2 separate regions of the Manis javanica genome follow, and region 2 is linked to region 1. The links are chromatin contacts, called in public Hi-C maps. All regions are on one chromosome and are shown on one strand. The core of a region is the stretch at or near the end of the contact, and the rest is flanking DNA. Distances in the headings are between cores, read along the strand shown. Region 1 holds the start of STK17A (serine/threonine kinase 17a). Region 2 holds the start of COA1 (cytochrome c oxidase assembly factor 1).

What was found. A called contact is a pair of places that touch in the nucleus more often than the background predicts.
Region 2: a contact with region 1 is called in a Hi-C map of fibroblasts, with 4 times the contacts expected there. The contact joins the promoter of COA1 here to the promoter of STK17A in region 1. A contact is called at or near these places in 2 of 2 Hi-C or Micro-C datasets (blood and fibroblasts).

Annotation. Positions count from the first base shown.
Region 1 is chr6:97,204,860-97,211,064 of MJ_LKY, forward strand. STK17A (serine/threonine kinase 17a) reads left to right here and starts at 2,472. Exons shown (of 8, transcript XM_037003124.2): 1 at 2,472-2,816. The coding sequence starts at 2,620.
Region 2 is chr6:97,364,282-97,370,486 of MJ_LKY, forward strand. It overlaps COA1 (cytochrome c oxidase assembly factor 1), which reads right to left and starts at 3,089. Exons shown (of 11, transcript XM_073239108.1): 1 at 2,935-3,089.

The DNA of each region.
Region 1 (6,205 bases), core at 1,222-3,721:
TGCATTTCTATACACCAATAACAAACTATCTTAAAGAGAAATTAAGAAAACAACCCCACTTACAATTGCACCAAATGAAATAAAATACTTAGGAATAAAGATAACCAAAGAGGTGAATGACCTGTACTCTGAAAACTGTAAGATTTGATTAAAGAAATTGAAGACAACACAAATAAACAGAAAGACATTCTGTGCTCATGATTGGAAGATTTAATGTTATTAAAATTTTCATACTATCCAAAGCAATCTTCAGATTATGGAATCCTTTTCAAAATACCAATGGCATTTTTAATAGAAGTAGAACAAAGAACCCTAGTCTTTGTATGAAGCCACAACAAACCCTGAATACTGAAGGTAATCTCAAGAAAGAAGAGCAAAGCAGGAGGTATCAAGTGCCCAGATTTTAAACAATCCTACAAAGCTAAAGTAATCAAAACAGTGTGGTACTGGCACAAAAACAAACACAGAAGAATGCATCATAATAGACAGCCCAGAAATAAAACCTATGCTTATATTCTCAGTGAATTTATCACAAAGGGAGCAAAAACATACAATGGGGAAAGACAGTCTCTTTAATAAAAGGTGCTGGGAAAACTGGTCAACTACATGCAAAAGAATGAAACTGGACCACTTATACCATATACAAAAAATAAATTAAAAATGGATTAAGGACTAAAAACCATTATGTAACTCAAAAAGACCTGAAGCCATAAAACTGCTTGAAGAAAACATAGGTAGTAAGCAATTTGACATCCATCTTAATATTTTTTTTGGATATGTCTCCTCAGGCAGGGCAACAAAAGCAAAAATAAACAAATGGAAGTACATCAAACTAAAAAGTTTTTGCACAGAAAAAGAAACCCTCAGCAAAATGAAAAGGCAGCGTACTGAGTGAGAAAAGATGCTTTCAAATGCTATATCTGATAAGGAGTTGATACCCAAAATATATAAAGAATGTGCATAAAATGTGTATAACTTGTACAACTCAATATCAAAAAACAAATAACCCTATTTAAAAATGAGTGGAGGACCTGAATAGACATACAGATGACCAACAGACACATGAAAAGATGCTCAACATCACTAATCATCAGGGAAATGCAAATCAAAACTACAACAAGATATCACCTCATACTATTAAAAAAGACAAGAAATAACAAGTGTTGACAAAGAGTAAAGAAAAAGGAACCCTGTGCACTGTCAGTGGGAATATAAAGCGGTACAGTTACTGTGGATCCAACAATTTGCTTCTGGGTGTTTACTCAAAGGAAATGAAAACACTAACTTGAAAAGATACATGCACCCCCACGTTTACTGCAGCATTATTTACAATAGCCACGATATGGACACAACCTAAGTGTTCATGGACAGGTGAATCATATATATATTGCCATCTGTGACAAAATAGATGGGCCAAGAGGGTATTATGCTGCTAAGTGAAATAAGTAAGACAGAGAAGGACAAATACAAAAAAATGGAAACTGATGGGCATTTTCTTGTATTCTCATTTGTCTCATTAAATCTCATTCCTTCATGACTTAGTAAATGCTGTGATCATGAAGTCATCCCTAACGTCCTTACACCATTGGTTTCTTAGTTTCTTTGAAACAAAGCCATTTTTCTTATATGTGGACTCTAAAGAACAAATGAAGAAGCAAAAATCAGAAGCAAACTTACTGATACAGAGAACCAACCGCCTGCAAGGAGGGATCTGGGGGGACAGGTGAAGTAGGTGAAGGGGATTAAGAGGTAAAAACTTCCAGTTATAAATGAAATAAGTCATGAGGAGGTGATGTACAGCATAGGGAATATGGTCAATAATATTATAATAATTTTGTTAGTGACAGATGGTAACTAGGCTTATCATGGTGATCATTTCATAATGTATAAAATATGGGATTATTATTTGTACACTTGAAGCTAATATAATATTGTAGTCAATCATAAATCAATAATTAAAAAAATACTAGATGAGAGCACCTTGAAAGTTAAATATAGGAAGAATGGAGACAGGAAGAATTTCATAGGGCTGGTGTGAGAGCTTAATAATATTTACCTAACTCCTGCCTCCAGAGCTGCCCCCCCGGTGCAAAAAGGAACCAACTGCTGGAGGCACCTCCCACGTGCTGTACGGAGCGGGCACCAGAATATCACCATGCCTCCCCACCGGCCCAAGGGAAAGTGGATCATAAACCTCTGACTTTTCGTATGCCTTTCACTAACAGAAGCTCAGATTTTGGAACTCAGATGCTCAACAGGTGCACAGCTGATGACACAGCTGGCCTAGGCGGGAAGTGTGGAGGGAGCCTCCTGGCCTCCAGGACGCCTGGGCGGGCCCCTAGGCTGCACCTTCCTTCCTTCGACTGCAGAGGGTGCGCACGGGGCACCGGCTGTCGGGGCCCCGCGGGCGTTCAGCGAAGAGGCGGGGCCGGGACCGGGGGCGGGCCGCGGGGCGGGTCCGCAGTTGCGCGACCGGATGCCGCAGTCTGAGCGCGGCGAGGGGAAGAGCCAGAGGCTGGAGGTTTAGAGCTCCCGCACGGAGCTCCAGGAGGCGGGACCGTTACCCGCCTGCAGCTCGGAGCGAGCCGGGGGACCGGAAAGGAGGCGCGCCCGAGCACCATGGTGCCCCCGGAGAAGCCAGGAGGCGGCGGCTCCTCCTCGGCCGCGGCCTCAGGCTCAGGCCGGGGTCTGAGCGCGCCGCGCCGGCCGCCGCTCCCGCCCCCGGCCCGCGGGCTGCTGACGGAGATCCGCGCCGCCGTGCGCCCCGAGCCCTTCCAGGACGGCTACAGCCTGAGCCCGGGCCGGGAGCTGGGCAGGTGAGGCGGGCGGGCGCGCTGGCGGCGGCGCGGGGCCGATAGCGCGCGCTGTGACTTGGCACAAAGTTGGGGGCGGGCGGCAGCTGATCCGCGCCGGAGTCGGCGCGGTGCTCCGCGAGCGTGTGGGGCGAAGCCCCCGAGGGCAGTTACCCAAAGCGAGACCCCCTCCGTTGCAGCGGCCCGCGGTTCTCGCGGTCCCGTAGGGGCAGGGGCGTGCGAGCCGCCCTGCTCGTGGGAGCCCGCGACAGCGAGTCTGCAGGAAAACCCGAGGTTAAGAGTCAGCTTGTTTTTACCTTAAACTGTGGATTCTTCGGTCTCCTGTGGCGGTAATAAAAGATAACATCAGCGTGACAGCTTTCTCTGCACCCGCGCGGTGTGAACTGTCAGCCTTCTGCTGATTTCATTTCGGGTTCTTGGTTTTGTGCTATTTTAGCACTGAAGTGTGTTAAGTCCTGGTACCTTCGGTTCAGTTGGTTTCATTTCCGAGCTCTGTGCCCTTGGCCCTCTTTCCCTTTCTACCCGCTCTGGGCCGGCCCTTGTCTTCTCCTCTCGCCAACTCTTGTAGAGATAGGGTGCCTTACTACTTGGTTTTTTGTTGTTTTATTTTAAATAGTAAGAGGCTAAGGCTGTTTGGACACTTTACGTTTTTGAATGTTGAAGAAAGGTGAGGTAGTGATGGGGGTTTGGGGACGGACTGACTCCCCTTTACCTTGAGAACAGATTGGAGAAGTCGTGAGAAGCGCTGGCTTTGGGTCAGATCTGAGTTCCTGTCCTGGCCATGTGTGCTATGCGTGCCTTTGGGTGGACGCCTTAGGCTCCCCAGCCTCACGCGTCTCACCCATTAAATCAGTGGAAAGACATTGTCTCCCTCATAAGGGTGTCGGGAAGAGTCAGTGCCTGTAAAGCTCATGCCACTGGGCCTGGCACCTAGACTTCAGTAAGTGTCAGCGTTGCAAACATTTGTCATGGTTGCAAAATTGCACCATGTTGTAATTAGGAAAGGCCCTCACCATTATGACAGGCTCTTGGAAAAGGAGGGTCTTGTAACATTGGTTACAAAAAACGTTTAAAATGCACTGCTTTACAGATAATAAGGTAACTTTTAGAAATAGCTCTTTTTTGAAGGGGACCCATGTTAAAAATTTCTTATTTCAAATGTTTACAAAAGGAAAAACATCTTTCAGGAGCAGGGTTTACTTCACTGTGATAGGCCCTAATTACGTGGATTTACACACGCTGTGAAGTATGACAAAAGATGGAGAGAGCTACTGACTCAGCTGGGTATTCGAATTCGTTGAAATTCCAGACATTCTGAAGTAACCCTGATTTCTTGAAGAATGGAAGCTGAGACTTTCTATTATTTGAGTTGTCTGGCTTCATTCCACAAGAGGAAAACTGGTATTATAACACCGAAATGCCTTCCGGTGGCAAGCACTGTCTTGTAGACTTTATAACAAGTGATTTAATCTGAAAAAAATGACTTGTACCACCCACCAGGTGTCGTGATGCTGATTCCTTCAGGAATGTTCCTTTCAGCTTTTGTTTTTAACCTGTTTTATAAAATTCACTTGCCTATAAGGTTTCTGTTTTAAGGTTATGACATTTACATATCTTTTCTTATGTAAATTTCTTTACAAAAGTAATGATTCCTGAAGCACTGAAACCTTGCAATTAGGTAGGTACTTGATACAAGAGCTTAAAACTGAAAGATGAAATTAATGTATTTGTTTTTTTGTGGTTCCCTTTTTCATGGCAGAGTTTAATGCAGTGGTTAGGCACAGGGGCTTTGGAGACAGTCTGTGACCGAACCTTGGCTCTCTGCTTATTGGGCATGTGTATTTGGGTAATTTACCTAACCTTTGATTGCCTCTAGAATTGCTGAGAGAATCAAAACACATCCATAGAATTAAGGCTGTGCTTAACTTAGGGAGAGCACTCAATAAATGTGATTCATTGTGTCACAGTAAATGTAACCAAAAAGCAAAAATACCAAAACCTGCACAACCTCAAAACACACTTCTCTCTGGCAAAAATGATGAAATCTCATTGCAAAAGACACAAGAACTGTTTAGATGTCTCACTTTTTTGTGTTGTTAGCAGTCTTTGTTTGAGGTTCATAAATTTTGTCTGTATGTTATGGTTTTGCCATAATTGAATATGTTTATACATAATCTTTACTGTAGTAAGATAGAAAAATTGTCTTTTTCCAGCTGTTAACTCTTTTTGCATTTCTAATGGAGGTAATTGACCTCATGCTGATACAGAACTTATATAATTACCCATGTTATATTTTAATAATATAATGGGAAAAACATGACCTATTCATTTTATTCTGTTGCCTTTGACCAAGTTGCAAATGTTGAAGAGGTGTGAAGAGCTAACTGTTCAAACACAGAAATTCAGTTTTTTCAGGAGTCACCATTATTTTATCTTACAGAAATATAAAGCTTTCAGTGAAACAGTTGTTTGAAGAGAATTTTTTAAATGGTCAGTTTTGGTTCCACGGTGATGACAGGGTGTGATTGATGTTATTTTAAGAAATGTTCCATTCTTTACGACCCCAGCAGAGTCCATGCAACCCAAATGTGGATAAATACATCATGTAAAATTTTCTTTTATTGCTTGAAGAGTGACTTGTTATCCCTAAGGCCTGCTACCTTTCTTTGAGTCAGGGTATGTGCCAGTGTAAACCATGTTAATGACTGTGAGGCTCAGGAGATAAGATGTTGAGTCCTGAGAATTTTTTCATAATGTTAATTTCCCTGGAGTTTATTGATAGGGTAGAAACAGATGTTTCTAGGAATTTAAAATTATGCTAATTTCACATCAGATCATGTGCCTTACTTGTGTTTTCATTATCTAGGCCTCAGCTTTAATATTTTTGATGTACTTGTACATTTTATATTAAGAAGAGAAGATTTGTAAAGGCAAGAGGACTTTTTTTTTTATCACATACTCATAGTTGAATTTTCCTGTGGGGAAAAAAGATGTCAGTATGAATTCTGTATGGAACAGGTACTTGCTAAATGTGTAGGGCTGTACAGTTTTACCTGTGTGTCACCTGTGTTGTCTCCCTGAATTCCTGTCCCAGTATGTTTGGATGAGCTCATTTCTCGGATGAGAAAAACAAGACAGAGACAGTCTTGTGGGAGAAGACTGAGCTGGAACGTCACCTTTGAAATCACTTCCATTATGCCACCGATTTTTTTCTCAAAGAATTATTTGTAATCTGTCTTATAGCTAAAGCAAATTCCCATAGTTTTTATGTGAGGGCATGTTAATAAATTGCAGATTGTAACAAACTCTACCAAGCTTCAGTGCCATACAGTTGCTCCCCCAGCTGGGCCTTATGGTAGATAGGGATGTCCTGTCTCATTCTCCTCAGAGCA
Region 2 (6,205 bases), core at 1,839-4,338, 160 kb after region 1:
TTCAGATTTATCTGTATGCTAATGTTCGTAACATGCAACTTTTTCTAGGGAGCTATGGTATACAGCTTTCCTCAATTTCTCAAAATGTTCAAAGACCCTAAAAATATTTTAATTACCACTATCTTTAAAACAATGAAATGAGAAGAACAAATACCAAAATAATGTTAATAGGATTTTATAAAACTATTATCTCCAGCATTCCCCAAACAAAACAGATTTGACACATTCAAGCTCTGCACACATAAATTCTTCAAAGAAACTTCTGCTAGCATGAGATAAGTATCTATTTGGTAATCAACTATCAAATACAGCTCTCACAAATCTAATGCAGTAAAATATTCCTTTAAACATGACTACAAGAATAAGGGAGTAACTTAAAGGAGTCTGTTGAAAATAGAAAATTAAATGAACCAAGAAAGCTGAAGCAAATTATAGCATATTTTTCAAAGCAGAGAGATAGGGATGTACTGGTGTCTAAAACAATAACTACAAGGTTAAAAGTAATACCAGGGACCAGATGTCACACTAACCAGGGATAGTATATTAGTTTCTCTAACTTCTGCAATTTAAGAACATTTAACTTAAGTATCCAAAACCCCACCCAAAAGCCTTTTAAAGGAAAACATTTAAAATCCTGATTACACCAAAATGGAGTACATTAGTATAGATAGTAAAGGATATATAAAACAAACTTAACAAAAACAGACTGAAAATATCAGTCACATACCGTAACAGTCAGAGGCTTAAGGATCTCTACACAAAGAACTACAAACCAACAGAGAAAAGACAAAATTCAGTAGAGAATGGATAAATTATATAAACTATTTCCCCCTCCCTCCTTTTTCGTATCTTAAAATGCTGCTGCTCACAGGTTCTTCACAGCATTTTTTCCTGGCCCTAGTACTTCACACATCTAAGTTGCTGTGCAATTCACTCTCTGAATTAGCCTACAGATTTTTAACACGGTCTCTAAAAAGAGTAAAAATTAACCTCAGGTGCTTTCATTTAAGGGAGCTGCATAAAAGAATTTTCTTAATCTGTAAGAAAAGTCACATATCTGATAAGAGAATTGTATCTCGCATGTTTAAAGAATTCTCACAACTCAGTGATGAAAAGAACCTTATCTAAAAATGGGTGAAGTATATGAATAGATGTTTTTCCAAAGACATACAAATGGCCGAAAGCACATGAAAAGATGTTCAGCATCCTTAGCCTTCAGGGAAATTCAAATCAAAACCACAATGAGACACACTTCACACCCAGTAGTATAGCTAGAATAAAAAAATTTAAAAAAGAAACAGATAATGACAGTGTTGGTGAAGATGTGAAGAAATCAGAACCTTCATATACTGCTGATGGGAATACAGTATGATGCAGTTGCTTTGGAAAACATTTTGGCATTTCTTCAAAATGTTCGATGTAGAGTTACCACATGACCCAGCAATTCTACTCTTAGGTATATAGCCAAGAGAAATGAAAACACACTGTTCACACAAAAACTTCTATATGAAACGTATACAGCATTATTCATAATAGCCAAAACAATCCAAATGGCCACCAACAATGGATAAACAGTAGTATATCCATACAACGAAATACTGTCCAGCAATAAAAAAGAATGAAGTACTGATACATGTCACAACATGGATGAACATGAATGTTAACTGAAAGACAACAAATCAAAAAAGACCACATATTGTGTGGTTTCATTTATATGAGTTGACCAACAGGCAAGGAATAAGGTGGGATAGGAGGGAAGTCATCAAAGACTGCTAATGGTTACAGGGCTTCTTTTTGGGGTGAGGAAAGTGTTCTAAAACTGATTGTGCTCATGGCTGTACAACTTTGTGAATGTAGTACATATCAATGCACATTTTAAATGGGTTAGTTAGTTGTGTTAACTATATTTCAATGTTATTTTTTTTAAAGACCTGTAGAATGCGTATCTTTTTCCTTTTTTTTCATTATATTCCCAGCTTCTAAAACAATACCTGGCAATATTAGGAGTTCAATACATTCTGAAAAAAATGGAAAAATAAATTTGAAAATGTCGGTAAACCATTATAAAATTTGTCATATCCAAAGTAATGAAATTACTGCAGGTTGGCCTAACAGAAGCATGTGTATACGTAGGTGTGCTTTCCATGAAAAGTCTGTAAAACTCAGAAGCAAGACACTGAAGGGTCTTAAAGCCAGGCTAAGGCATTTATATTATCCTGATCCAATGGGAAAGTAAGATTTTAAGCAGAGGAATAATACAATCAGATCTGTTTCAAGTCTGCAAAGTGGAAGTAAAGAGTTAATTCTTTCCAAAGGTGAAGTAGAGTCATAAACACCTAAGAAATAGAACTACCCTTCAGGTGAGAAGGGGAAGAGTCAAGGAAGGTACGAGGGGAAGCAAGTATCAAAATATAAAAATCTTGGTGGATTTCCAAAATTACACACAGCACACCACACACACACACGCGCACACGCGCCGTCGCCCACACTGAAAATCACTTTCATAGTCAGCCTTTGTATGAAGGTCAAGTGTAATGGGGACAAAAATTACAATGACCGCTGAGCCATAGAGTTATTTTTTACAATCATTTGGGTACGATCCTCCTCGGAGTGTTTCAACTTAGGAACATGAACAAAGTGCCCCCAACTCTTCACAAATGTTTTCTTGACAAAGCTCAGCGAGACTGCAGGGCAAGGCCATCGTCGTCTACCCACGTTCTCACACTCCGGGATGAAGGGGACAGTCTGGCTCATCTCAAGGCGCGGAGCCCACCAAGGGTCCCCTGGCGCCAAGCACGCCATGGAGGAAGGTCGCGCGACACGGCGAAGGCGCGAGCCGCCAGGAGGTGACCCCCAAGGGGACTCCCCTTACAGCAGCCCACCCCGCGCGGCCGCCGGACTGCGGGAAGAAACGCTTGTGAGAGTAGGAGATACCTGGATTCTTTCTCCCGGGGGAAATCTAACCTGCTAGGAACGACAGTACCATGCCGGAGCCAGGGTGAACTGCCCTTTCAGCCGTGAGCAGCGGCTGCAACTGGGTGACCAGCGCGCTCCGCTAAGAGCAAGAGACACCCCCAGGAGCAGTGGAGACTTCCGGCGTGTCCTCCTCGCGGGGCTAGAGTGTCGAGTCGCGCGAGCCGCTGGCGAAATGCGGCCCAGCGCCCCCCAGGGGCAGATCCCAGACAGAGACGACCTGGGCCGCCGGACCGCCGCCTTCTAAACGCTCGGAGTCGTGTTCCCAAGGGGTTAGGCGACTCAAAGCCCGGCTTTTTTGTTTTCTGTGTCCCGTTAGTCTCCAACATACGTCCAGTCCAGCAGCGCCTGCCGAGAAAATTTAAACCACCGGTAGCGCTTCATGTGTAGCGCTTCATAGCTGGCGCCTCAACTGACCTCTGAGGACACAAAACCACGGGCCATTTGAGCCCTACTCGCACTGAGGTCCATTTTGCCCCATTCGGCTGCGAAATTTGGCAACACAATTTTCTTTTATTCACCAAACACTTAATAATGCCTCCTGTGCTCCGGAGAATGCAGGGATAAAAAAGAACTGTAATGGTTCTCATGGAATGTAGCAGTAATATGGATAATAATGGTATTTACCTCATAGATTTGTTCTGAGGATTAAAGCACTTAGAATAGTGTCTGGCACTTTGTAAGTGCTCAGTAAACGTTAGTTATTTTCATCTTGATCATTCATTGCCATTATTACCACCGTTATCGTCGTCACTTACGTTTTTAGTGTCAAGCTTGAAGTCCAAGCTTTCCTCTAAAAGCAATGCATCTCACTTTATCAAAGCAGCCTTTTGTTAAATTACGAATCCCCAGAATAGTTCTTTTATGAAGAATTAATCGAAACTAATCAGATTTTGAGGCACTTGAAGTACAGGACTATTTCAGTGGTTTCTTAAACAGAGGAAATGAAATAAAATGGGCATTGATTGAGTAATCATTGATCTGACATTGACTATTGACTTCTTAAATTTCTGAAGAACGAGATCAAGATTGAAATGCCCTTGGAGTGTATCGATTGCCAACAATATAAATATGTACCATCGACTTGCTTTAATTGTACTCTGATGTTATAACCTCTTCTCCCATTTTATGCCTCTCTTTATGTGTTTTCTTATGTTTCCTTTTTGCTTTTAAGAGAGATCCATCTTTTATATCTCCAGTATCCCTTTCCTCTTCATTAGAGACTTCTAAATCTTAAAAGTTAAAAATCAAAAAATAAAGACATAAGAAATAAGAACCTTATTTATTTAATTCTAACCTGAAATTTATTAAATACCTTTGTTTTCTTTGTAGACTTCTGAAGCTTCTTTTCTAATGTCTTTGAACCATTTGCTTTACTTTTGATCTGGTAGTTAGGTATTGGGCATCTTCGGAGCTACTTCTTTTCCTGCTTGGTCTGACTAAAGGTAAGTTGGATGCTTCAGCTCTTTCCCATTTTTCCTTTTTCTTGGAGGGTGGCTTTTGGGGTTCAGTTATCTCTACTTTGGAGCCCTCAGAAGCAGTACTGTATCTTTTCTGTTTACAGATGCTCTCCTTGCTTGTGTCCACATTTAACTCTTTGATCTGGATATTGTCTTCCTTTTTCATTTGGCCTTTCTTCTTCTTTCCCTTTTCTTCTGTAACAATGCTATAATTGGTTTGCTAATTTTACAGCTTTATCTACTTAAATATCAAATAACTCACCTGCTACTCTAAGGGCAGGAATGGGCTTATTTTCACTGTCTTAGGAAATATACGAGGCTTTCTGGTAGGTTGTTAAGAAACAAATAAAATAAGCAAAACAAGTTTTGTTATTCTTTAAAAACACTAATTTTCCTTTACTTTTTAAGTTCTGGACCTACCTCAATAGCCTTTACTGCTTGTTCTTCTGTTTCAAATTCCACAAAAGCAAATCCCCTGGCATATCCAGTAGATTTATAATGTGGTATACTTACATAAACAACATTGCCACATTTCCCAAATACTCTTTCGATCCAGCTGTGATTAACATTTTTGGGAAGTAAATCCTATGATAAATTAGAAGTACTAAATGTTAGCATTCTTACTCAGAAGGTCAGTAAATTTTTACTTGAATATTGAAAATAAAAAGATTGCAATGCCTTACACTAAGTTTGATACTTAACAGACTAAATCAATTAATAAAAGCTTATGAAGTTGTGTATATGTGCATTTCATATAATATTCATGAAAATAAACTCTGGATCAACAAGTTCATCTATCATATGAAAAAGAGAAACATATTTACTTTGCAAATAAGAAAGCATAAAATAGACATTCTGACCATTTGCTTGAAACCTCAGAATTTATGCTTCCATTACTGGACTTAAATCTCCTGAAGTTTTGGAATATATTTTGATATGGTTTTAAAAATATTTTACAGTAAGTAATGTTGGTGTGTATATACCTGCTATTTATGCCCCTTACTCCTTTGTAGCATAAATTATATTTTATTCAAATAGCAACCCTATTCCCACTATTAGAAAATGATACTGATTCAATCTAAACCAATCACTATACAGAATTCCTCTAGGAATGGTTATTGTTCAAGAGATGAGCAATGATACAAGTTGGCTCAATGAAATAAGGAAAAGGACTTCCATTTCTTGCTTAGGACAAAGTTTCTAACATATTCTCCTCTAGACATAGAAACATCTAGCCCGTACTGCCATTGACAGCCATCTTGCCAACCACAGGGAATATAACTGATGCTGATGACAGCTGAACAAAGTGATAGAAATACCATTCCAAACCTGGAGCCCACCCTCTTTTTGAACTTCTTGTAGGGATATATGTTTACTTATTGTTTCCTGATAGAGATAGAGTAAAGATTAAATGAGTTAAATAGTGTTAGTAATATTGTAAGTGCTCAAAAATGTTAGTTATCATTATTGTTAGGTATGTCTGAGACAGAGATTCTATTTCTTATAGCCCAAATTATCCTATCTGATAGGTACTCTATCTCTCTTTCTCCTATATATTTAAGGAAAGGATCTGTTTTGCTACCTCTTAACTTCTAAGGAGCCAAGACAAAGTTAGGAGGTGGAGAGAGGATAGGGATTGACTATAACACTGTCTATGAGGGGTACTGTGAAGTGGTGAACTGGCCAGTTTGAGAAATGTAAGCAATAGCAGCACAATTCAATCCAGCCTATCATCTGTCTTTCAGCAGCAACCTGGATCTGTCAAATCTGAA